Linked DNA regions of Zea mays: region 2 is linked to region 1. Evidence: chromatin contacts called from public Hi-C data. All regions are on one chromosome and are shown on one strand. Each heading gives the region's core, a stretch centred on a gene start, on an enhancer-like site or on the middle of the called end of the contact. The rest is flanking DNA. Distances are from core to core; before and after follow the strand shown. Region 1 holds the start of LOC100273553. Region 2 holds the start of LOC103655002 (uridine kinase-like protein 3).

What was found. A called contact is a pair of places that touch in the nucleus more often than the background predicts.
Region 2: a Hi-C map of endosperm shows a contact between it and region 1, with 2.1 times the contacts expected there. The contact joins the promoter of LOC103655002 here to the promoter of LOC100273553 in region 1. A contact is called at or near these places in 4 of 25 Hi-C or Micro-C datasets (ear, endosperm, leaf and 1 more).

The regions. Positions count from the first base shown.
Region 1 is chr4:249,546,174-249,551,362 of Zm-B73-REFERENCE-NAM-5.0, forward strand. LOC100273553 reads left to right here and starts at 2,638. Exons shown (of 9, transcript NM_001320085.1): 1 at 2,638-4,024; 2 at 4,099-4,236. The coding sequence starts at 3,053.
Region 2 is chr4:249,888,456-249,894,122 of Zm-B73-REFERENCE-NAM-5.0, forward strand. LOC103655002 (uridine kinase-like protein 3) reads right to left here and starts at 3,107. Exons shown (of 15, transcript XM_008681824.3): 1 at 2,309-3,107; 2 at 2,121-2,212; 3 at 1,776-1,845; 4 at 1,567-1,682; 5 at 1,086-1,182; 6 at 464-543; 7 at 92-286. The coding sequence starts at 2,444. LOC103656057 reads left to right here and starts at 4,140. Exons shown (of 4, transcript XM_020552393.1): 1 at 4,140-4,226; 2 at 4,320-4,398; 3 at 4,538-4,744; 4 at 4,747-4,886. The coding sequence starts at 4,140. The coding sequence ends at 4,886.

The DNA of each region.
Region 1 (5,189 bases), core at 1,388-3,887:
CTTGCCGGGTTGGCGACGAGGTGGGGAGCCATCCCCAGAAGACTGCTCACGCTGTGCGCTGACACGTTTCGCGAGGTCGATGATCTCGCGACATTCTGCGGTGCTGTGGCGACCGTTGGGGTGCATGGGGCATGTGCCGCTGTTACCCCTCGGTGGCCATGGGCGTTTGCTGCGGTCGCCCCGGCCCCCAGTCGCAGCTGCCATGATCAGAGCGGCGGAGTGCGGCTTCTCGTTGCCGCGGTTCTTTTTCTTCTTTTTCTTGCCGTCTTGAGCGATGGCACCTGATCCGCCTGCTTGGGCAGTCCCGGTCTGTGGCGCTGAGTGCCACGCACGGCCCTCAGCAGCCCTGGTGCACTTGTCGGCCAGAGCAAAGAGAGTGGGGACTGTTTCCACGTCATGCGTGGCCAACTTCTCCAACATGTTTTTATCACGTACCCCCTGGCGGAAAGCCGTGATGATAGAAGCATCGGAGATACGAGGTATGGTACCTCGCACCTTGGTGAAGTGGGAGATAAATGTCCGGAGAGTTTCTTCGGGCTCTTGCCTTACTGCGTGCAGGTGGGCCTCCACGCTGTGTTGCTGGTAAGCACTGGCGAAGTTCGCAATGAACCGCGCGCAGAGCTCTTCCCAGGAGTAGATTGACCCTGGGGCGAGGTTCATGAGCCAAGTCCGGGCTGGTCCAGACAAGGCGACATGAAAATATGTCGCCATCACAGCGGTGTTTCTACCTGCTGCCGTGATGGCGGTGACGTACACCAGCAGGAACTCCGACGGGTTTGACGTTCTGTCGTACTTTTCCAGCAGGTGCGGCCGGAACTTGGGCAGCCATGACGCCACGCGGAGATGATCCACGAGAGCGGCGCAGCCCACGCCGGCCAAGGGGACACCCGCTTGGGACCGGGTGCCCATTGGTGTCTGCGGTGCTACCGCAGCGAAGTCTCGATCGAGGTTGCGGCCCTCGATGTTTTGGCGGCGCTCGCGCGCCCTCTCCAAATAGACCCGGGCGTCCTCTCTCGCACGCCTGCGGTCGAGTTCTGCCTGAAGGTCGTTGGTCTGTGCGCGCCCTCACTGAGGGTGAGCGCACAGACGTCGACGCCTCATGTTGGCGCCGGGATGACCGTGGCCTCGACCTGGTCGAGGTATAATGTGCCATATCGAGCAGCCGGTCGATGTCGTCCCGCCATTGCTTCATGGACCCTGGTGAGGCCGTGGAGCTTGGAGGGTGTCGCAGCAACTCCCTAGCTGCTGACAACGCTCCCGGAGTCGCCCTCGACGGAGTCCAGGATGTCTATGTAGTTGTATGCTGTCGTGCGGCGTGCACAGCAGCAGTGCCCGACACATGGCGGTTGGGAACCTGTGGCGTGGAAGAAGCAGCTTCTTCCTCCACCACGAAATCCACCAGTCTCGGCGCGGTGCTCAACGATTTGCACCATCATGCTGAGCAAGGAAACAAGCAAAAACCTAATGCCTAGCCCCCTACCTAGCGCGCCAAAGGTCGGAGAGGAAATTCTCCGGCCGGGTGGCGGAGTGCACCCGCCCTAAGTCCTAAGATGTGGATGGGGCTTAAGCGTTGTGCTTGTTGCGAGATGAAGGAATGAACACAAGAACATGCAAGAGTTTAGAGTGGTTCGGGCCACCGGAGCGTAATACCCTACTCCACTGTGTGTTGTATTGCTTGAGAGCTTGAGTTGTCTTGGATGACTTGGGTCTAAGCCTAAAGATTGAGCTTGTGTTGCAACGTCTCATGCCTCCCCTTTTATAGCCAAAGGGGGACATGTACAAGAGTACTGAGCCCCGACATGTGGGCCCAGGAACATAGTGGATGTAGTACTTGGAGCTACTAATGTTCGCTGCTGGAGCAATCTTCTTGCGCGCTGACATCCGAGATCTGCGTAGTATCGGCGTGCAGGGGAAACTTCTCGTATAAGGGATGATGGACACAGTGCGACGCGTAGCACGGGCGCACTGTTTGACAATGGACTGGATAGGCGTGCCGTCTGCAGGATGGCCCTGGCGCCACCTGTCAGTGGAGTGGACATGACACATTAAATGCTGAGGGGGCACATCGCCTGTCAGCAGGGTGGACAGGCAGCGCGTCCTCTCCGCAATAAATGCAGAGACCGCGCGGCCTAGAGACCTTACGTCAGGCTACGCCCGCTGGCTTATGTCACGGGAAACAAGCCACGTGGCAGCATCGGGACTCCGCCTGAGAGGGAAGCGCAAGCGCACAGGATAAGGCTTGGACACGTGTCAGTACCGGACCCTTGCTTACGCCAGGGTATCCCCTGTTCTGGGACCTCGTTGTGGCTCGGACCTTACTCGGAGGGATCTGGACCCCATTCAAGGGATCCGGCATGTTTACTTGGGAGTCTCGGATCGTAATCGGGGGTCCGGGTTGTGTGTGCAGGGGTCCAGTGCTTCCTCGCGGAGGCCTGGTCCAACTGATATATCCTGGGATGTGTCATCTTTTCTCGCCACGTGGTGCCCCTTCAGCCGTTCATGTGGTGGAGTCGGGTGCTGTTCACCGTGCAGCTAGAGATCGTTGTACAGGCACCGTGTCTTCATTCCTAGTCGATTTCTAGACAAACGAACAAGCCTCATGGTCTCACGGGTCTCCGTTGACACCTCCAGCCATCCCTCACCGCTCTCCTTTTCTTTCCCAGCGCAAGTTTTGCCTTCCTTCCGGGTCTCCAGTTCTTCCCCTCCGCCCCGCCGCATCCTTTGCTTGCAGGAGTATCCACTCCCGTTGAGAAGAGTCCATCGGGAAAGCTCAGTTCGGTTCTCGCACGAACCCCAGTTCCTCGCGGTAGAGATCTCTGCTTCCGGTTCTGGGGCTGCTACCGCCTAGTGGTTGTGTGAACAGGATTCTTAATTGGGGTTGGTTTGTTTCTACAGAACAAGGAAAGTCAAACTTTGTGGTCGGAGTTGAGAAGGGCAGGATTCATCTTCGGCGGTCAGCTCTGTGGCCATGACGACGTAGGCGAGGCAGGTGGTTGTGGTTGACAAGCAAAGCAGCCAGGGCAGGTAGACGAAGGGAGGAGAGAGATCAGAGATGGCGGAGGCGCACGCGGAGGCCATGGATGGGAGCACCTGGGAGGACATGATGCGGAGGATCCTTCCCCCGGGCACTCCCATCCCCGAGGCGCCGCCCAACCTCGACTACTCCATCGCCCTCGAGTACGACGGCCCGCCGGTGCCCTACGAACTCCCCAGGGTAGACCCCGTGGAGATCCCTGCAATCCCCACGGCGGAGCCGGTGTCCGGTTCCCAGGTGCTCGGAGGGCTCCCGGTGGCGCCTGTTGTTCAGCCCATCCGCCTCCCAGTCTCTAGGATCGCCCGCTGCGCAGATCCGGTGGCCGCGCAGGCTGCTGGCAGCTCAGAGTCAGTCTTGCACAACCAGGAGTTCAGTGACGACGACGAAGAAGGCGATGATTCCCGCTCACAGTCGCACGGATCAGCGCAGAGCTCACCTGGGCCACAGAATAGGCCTGAAAGACAGGAGGGCAGGAGAGGTCCGGTCGTCACCTTCGGCTTCACACCCGACAGCAAGTATGAGAGCAAGGAGTTTGAGGAGATGTCTGAGCAGTACGTGGCCGTCACGAAGAAGGAGAAGAGGAGAAGGGCATGCTATCGCTGTGGGAAGAGGAAATGGGAGAGCAAGGAGTCGTGCCTTGTTTGCGATGCAAGGTATTGCGGCTATTGTGTCCTTAGGATGATGGGGTCAATGCCAGAAGGGCGCAAGTGTGTCAACTGCATCGGCCAGCCAATTGATGAATCCAAAAGGTCGAAGCTGGGGAAGAACTCCAGGACGCTTTCGCGGTTGCTCAGCCCGTTGGAAGTTCGGCAAATCTTGAAAGCTGAGAAGGAGTGCCAAGCGAATCAGCTTCGGCCAGAGCAGCTTATTGTCAATGGTTGCCCATTGCGGCCAGAGGAGTTAACCGACCTGCTAAGTTGCTCACGGCCTCCTCAGAAGCTAAAGCCAGGAAAATATTGGTATGACAAGGAGTCAGGCTTATGGGGAAAGGTAAATCTATCGAGTACAAAGCTTCTGTTTGAATTTACTGACTCTGTTCTAATGGAACTGGTGTTTTCTGATAGGAAGGAGAAAAACCAGACAGGATTATTAGCTCCAACCTCAATTTTACTGGGAAGCTTCAGGTCAATGCTAGTAACGGAAACACCCAGGTTTATATGAACGGAAGGGAGATAACAAAGATTGAGCTGAAAGTTCTGAAGGTAACGGTCTTGTCATTTATTTTGCTCTCCAAATGGAATCAATTCGTGCTTTAGGCTAACCATGCTTTAGTGTTCTAGAGCTGCTTTTCTATGGTCGCTGATGGGTATTGTGACGGAGGTCAGCTGTTGAGTTCCTTTGGCCTAACGGCATTCATAAGGGGCATTTTTGGCGTTGCAGTGCCTGTAGTCTGTTTTGATCTCATCAACTATAAGTATTCCTTTATCATGCTAAGGTCCATTTCGTATGACCGTTGATAATAGACCATCCTAAACCATATAAGCCAGATAGCGATGTATTATTGAATATATAATAAATGTTAAATTTTATGCTTTAATGGATTTTGAGATCATGTGATGCGAGACATTTTTGTCGTTTATAGCAAAAAATCATCACCTATCTGTCCTGTTAATTTGAGTTCCAGTATATTAGTTGACTTGAGATATGTTTGCCACCTTCCAGCTTATCCAATTTAGATGTTTAATCGTTAATGGTTTTGGTGTAAGCGGATCATTGTAAAATTTTGATATGCATATTTTTTCTCGAAAGCGCAAGAGAGCTGCGCGAAAATATATTAAGAAGGAGATAAAGGTCCAAAAGGACCCCAAGATACAGATAGGTGATGAATTTTTTGCCATTATGGAATTCCTTGCAAACTTGCCCCCATTATTTGTGAATCCTCCTTACTGCCATTATGGAATCCTCCTTATTTTGCAAGGAATCCTCCTTGATGCAAACACTGCCCCCATTATGGATTTTGTGAAATGGACCTTGCTGTCCTTGCTTACTGCCATTATGAAGCACCATTACCAATATCAGTAAGCAAGGACAGCTTCTTTGCATTTTTGAGAAGAAATCCTCCTCTCCTCATTTTTATGAAATTTTCCAGTTTGCAACGAATTAGGAAGTTTTCCCAAATGCAAGGGCTTTGCCATTATGGATATCAAGATAGTAA
Region 2 (5,667 bases), core at 1,857-4,356, 340 kb after region 1:
TACAATTTAGAATGGAGTACATACAAACTACAGGGACATCAAACAGCAAGCAGAACTATAAAAAACAAAAATGAATGTTTACATTAGGTACCTGATAAGTAGTCTGAATTACATACAGATTAGGGTGTATTTTACGAAGATCATGTTGTCCAAGTTTAGTCCGAATATGCTGAACGATTAGGTCAATTGCCACATCATTGTCTCCTCCGCGTGGGATGATAACATCAGCATACTTCTTCGTTGGGAGGATGAAGTCTTCAAAAGCAGGCTTAACAAATTTTGAGAACTGTGGAAAAAAAGATTTGTTAGCCAAAAACAGCAAAAAAGAGTAGATAACAGATAGCTTAACATAAATTATGCAACAAGACAAGAATATTTTATTAGATAAAAATGCTACACAAGGTCTGCTAAACGTTATTAGATTTGATGCACAACAAAATTGCAATAGAGGAAGCTTCGTAACCTGTTCTAACACAGCTTTGAGATCTCTACCCTTGTCAATGGTATCACGATGGATCCTCCTTGTTAACCGTACGTCAGCGTCTGAGAAATCAATAGGTGAGTGCTATAACAAGAAATATTTCACTGCCATGACACCAATTAGTGAGATTTGAAAGCCTACAGGCTACTCTGACAGAGTAGTATGTTCAACATATGTACAGAACCAAAAAAATATGACCTATGATAATAAATTAATAGATCTGGATTGACAATTTCAGTTATCTTTGATGATATCTTCAACAAATAAGTAGCCTGATCTAACACGACATGCAGTTTGTACATAAAAAAATCTGAGAATTCAGGACAAAAGAAAAATATTTAATGCTGTGTCAGCTCAGTAAGATTATAGTGCATCACAATAAAATGGATGACTCAAAATACAAATATTCATACAAATGAAACTTATACATTAAATGATACATATAATTATATTTTGGATAAAAATAGGCAGGGAATTATTAACAATGATACATTTCAAGTTCAGAATATAGTCGGGAATCAATGCTTGTGCATTGGGAACTTCTGGAATATCGACAGGCAAGAGAGACAGAAGAAAACATCAACTTATAAGCAAATATTGGTACCTGTATCAACGAAAATCTTCATGTTCATCAAATCCCTGAGGCGTGAATCATGAAAAACTAGAATTCCTTCCAAAATAATAACATCCGAAGGATTAACCTGGCAACAGTTAAGAATTAGGGTTGCTTGTAAAATAATAGATGAATAAATAACATAAACAAATCATCAGAAAGCAAACATTTTTTTCTTTTTGAAGAAAGTGTATAATATGAAATCAATGTGAAGACATAAGCTGTTGCCCAAATAGCAAATAGTGTGTCAGGTACTTACCATGAACTATAGTTTTTTACAAAAAAAAAAAGCATTTTGGAGTAGGCTATTATTGGGACCATACAAACAATGCACCTTCTTTAGGACAATGTGGAGACATTGTTTATAAAAATGTAATCTTGTATTTAGAGTCGCATAAAGGCCAGGACTAAGGAACGATCAGTTTACCATACAGGTTGATTATTATGAATTGTACTAAACTGAAAATATTACCTTCCTTGCATTTGGGACACTTTTGTATGTCTTGAAGTTGTAGTTAGGGATGTCAACAGCTTTGCCACATTTCAAGTTTTGCATACAAGAGAGAAGTAGCTCTGTATGAAATGCGTCTGAAATAGGAAAAGACACAGCAGCATATTCAGTGCAGAACTCTTGGGGCTAGTAGGACAGTACATATAATTCTTGTGGAAGGATGAATCGACCTGGATGATCAAAGTTATAATTATGGACATGTACTAATTCTTCATCCGTCAATCCATAATAAAAGGACTCCTGCAAAAAATTGTAATCTCATTGCTTGTAGTTATAAGAGATTGGAAATAGGGTGGCATGGCAACGTGAAAATCTAGCATGAAAAGGGCAATCTCGTTGCTTGTAGTTATAAAAGATTGGAAAAAGTGTGGCATGACATCGTGATAATGTAGCATGAAAAGGGCATAGTTACCAATGTAGCCCCATGGTGTTTTGGTCAGTAATGTTGAACAACAAAGTGTGTTGGTAGAATGCACATATGCTGCAAGATGAGAGCAAAGCAGTAATGCACAAACCTGCGTAACAACCACGACACGCTGGTCACGGAGCTGATCAATGATCATCTTGCACACGGTACTCTTGCCTGACGATGCACCCCCAGCAACACCTGCGCCCAAAACCACCACATTAGGGCATGCCGCATTCAGGGCCAACAGGCTACGCCATACTCATCAATCAATCAATCAAAAGTATATATACCAACCAATGACAAAGGGCTCCTGGTGGCCGTTCTCCAGGCCAGACGTCGTTGCGGAAGCCTGGCCGTCCAGACGGAGTGCGGAGTAATGGACTCCGGCGGCGGCGGCGTCGAGCACCTCGTCTACCGATTTCGAACCCATATTTAGATCGCAATAGGATTTTTCCTACCGGAGAAAACAGATCTCCGGCCCGCGCCGACGCCGGCTAGAAGGAGCGGGAAGGGGTGGCGCCGCGGAGGTATGGGGTGGATCTGGATCGAGGGAGGGAGAGGCGTGCTCGGCGCGGCGGGCGGTGCAGAGAGGAGAGGGAATAGAATATATAAGAAATAGTGATTTTGGTTCGTGGAAAATGAGGATTCGGACAGGGAATTTGCTTTCTTGTTGAGAAGAAAAAAAAATAGGATAGGGATTGGTGACGTCAGAGACAGCGCTCGCGAGCAGGCCCACCGTCAATTCGCTGGCCCAGCCCACCAAGCCCGCGTCGGGAATTCAGTTGGTCCTTGGTATTGGGAATTCTGCTCGTATTCCCGTCGACTGCTCGGCGTCCCTTTTGCCGCCGGTTGCGATGGCAACGGGTTAAAACCCGCGGATACATAGATTACAGACTCGTACCGGTGAGATTAATGTTAAACACGCACCTGCTACTTGTGACGGATAGTATATATTACCTAAATCCGCTACCCGCAGGTTTATGGCACCCGCGGGCATAGTCATAAAATAAATATTTATTAAACTGATAGCACATAATAATAAATATTTATTAAACTGATAAAAACATGTACCGATCTTAGCCAAAAGTTCTACGAGTTCTCTGGCGCATGTAGTCTTCTTTTATATCATTTGATTGGCTCCGCTCGCTCAAAGCTTTCGGGGTGGCACTAAATTGAGATGCATGTGCTCTACAGTCTACACAGACACACACGCAGGTATGCGGGTTTGCGGGCACGAGTAGAACATTTTCATACCCACGAGAAAAAAAAAACCGTCGGTTGAGAATCAAACCCGTACCCACGGGTACAAACTCACACCCAAAACCGCACCCTATAGGGTTTTTACCCGCGGGCACGCGGGTAAAATGTGCACGTTGCCATCCCTAGCCACCGGTGAGCTGCCGAGGCGTGAGACGGGCCGGTCGCCAGAAGTCGACGCGCTTATATGTAACTGAATTCAGTGTATTCAGTTTCTTTGGTTCAAGTTTCATTCAGGATTCGTCCCTTTTTCACTAGCAGTTTACAGGTCCCAACACCCGTACCTCAATTCCACCGACATCATAGAAGGGAGCCCTCGCCTCCCAGCAAAAGGCGTCTCTCCGACGAGGGATCCCGGTTTGGAGCTGAGCAAGTCGTCTCCGCCTCCATCTTCACTGTCGCTCGCTCCATGGTGGACTAATCCTTATCCTCCGATGCCGGCGACCGGAGACCGTAGTTGGTTGATCCTCGACCGCATCGTCCATCGCAGTCGGAAGCGGTGCGGGGATGCGACGACCTCGGCGTTCACCCACGAGTGTGTCGGTCGGTCGATCCGTGTCTCCCTCCGGATCACCGACCCCCTGGTGTCCCATTTCTACATCCATTAGACCAGCATTCCAACCATTGACCGCATGACGGAGCCTGTCACCATCGCCGCCCACCGCAGCTCCATTCTCTTCCAGGTGTCTGTCCCCTTCGACGATCCTTGTTGCTGGAGTAAAATAGTCTACTTTCCTCACGACTACGTCTACTCGTGCTCCTCGTCGTCGTCATCCCTTACTCGGCTTCCGCTTGCTTCGACGGCGTCCACACCGACCCCGAGTTTGATAAGTGGTTACAACTACACCGGTGCCAGCAGCAGTGTATCATGATGGAAGAAGACATGAGCATCCTCTGCCATGGAGACAAGGGCGGATTCACGGTGGCAGATCTCACCTACCATTTCAACCTAGAGGTCCAACTCTACTTGTTGCACCATTCCCCTTCTGCCTCCGATGTTGAAATGAAATAGAGTGTCGAGAAGCTGTAGATCCCACCCGACATGAAGATCAACCTCTACTCGTTTAGGACTGATGTCGTCGTCACCATCGGTGAGAGGTGCTTGTGCTGGGTCGACTACTACCACGGTATGCTGCTCATTTATGTCCTCACTAACAGCAACAACAACAACAACAGGCTCCGTTATATACCACTCTCATCTAAGGCTTTGAAGACTGGTCGTGTGTACAAGGACGCATGTGAACCTGACCCGTTTCGTTGTCTCAGTGTCTGATGGTGACATCATTAAGCTCGTCTATATTATTACCAAAGAGCATCCTTCTCCTTATCCCTTCACCATAGAAACATGGACTTTGGTTGGTATCCACCAAAGTAGACGGGAGAAGGATGTCAACTTGACCATGGGAGCCAGTGAGTTCTTCAATCTTTTTGACAACGCTGCCAAGAGTTGCCTCCCATGAGCGAGGCCAAGTTTCCTATGGTAAGCTTGGTTGATCCAGATATCATTTGCTTCCTCCTCAAGGACAAAGGCCGCGACACTTTCTGGATGGTTCAAGTCAACATGCAGAATAAGTTGCTGCTGTCAAGTTCCATCTATATCAACAAAGAAGAATAAGAAGGATACCCTCCTAAAAGGGGGCTGCAGGAACTATTTCTTTGGTCATGACTTCATTACCAGCAAGTTCTCCTTTTACTTGAGTGAAGACGCCATCAAAAGGTATTATTGCATCTCCTCATGTATTTAGTTTACTTATGTCATTATTTTTTGCTTGCAGCACTTTGCACAATCGGTTGTTGTTTTTTTGCTTGTAGGAATTTGACATATTCATTCTTAAAATAGTTACGAGTTATTATATTGTTGTGTTTAGCAGCCTCAAGGTACATTTCGTAACATGATGGTGGTTTGGTGTTCATGTGGCTAGATATTTAACATGTTGATGTATTTTGTGCTAAGTGTAATGACTAGCCAATCTGGTAACAAGTTTGACATGTTGTGATTAGGTTAGGTGTCACACCCGGTTTTAGAAGGCAAACCGAATGCGAACCATGTACGTGCCAGGATCAGCAATTCACGTACACAATAGTTACATAACTGGACATCATCACACAGTGCTCAAATAATAACATAAAAGGGTAATAATAGTCGATTACATCATATGTCTGAGACATCCACATAGTCTTTAACAATAATCAAAGTGCGAAAATGAAACTTAGATACACGCGACCTTCACAGGCAGCCGACTGGGGGTTGCCGCTAACCCACGCCTAAAACTCATCGTACTCTTGGAACTACTAGAAGTCTTCCTCCACGGCTTCATCTTCTCCTGAGCAGTGGTTGCAACGTAGACAACCTGGGGGGTTGGTGTGTAAAGCAAGGGTGAGTACTGAAAGTCGCC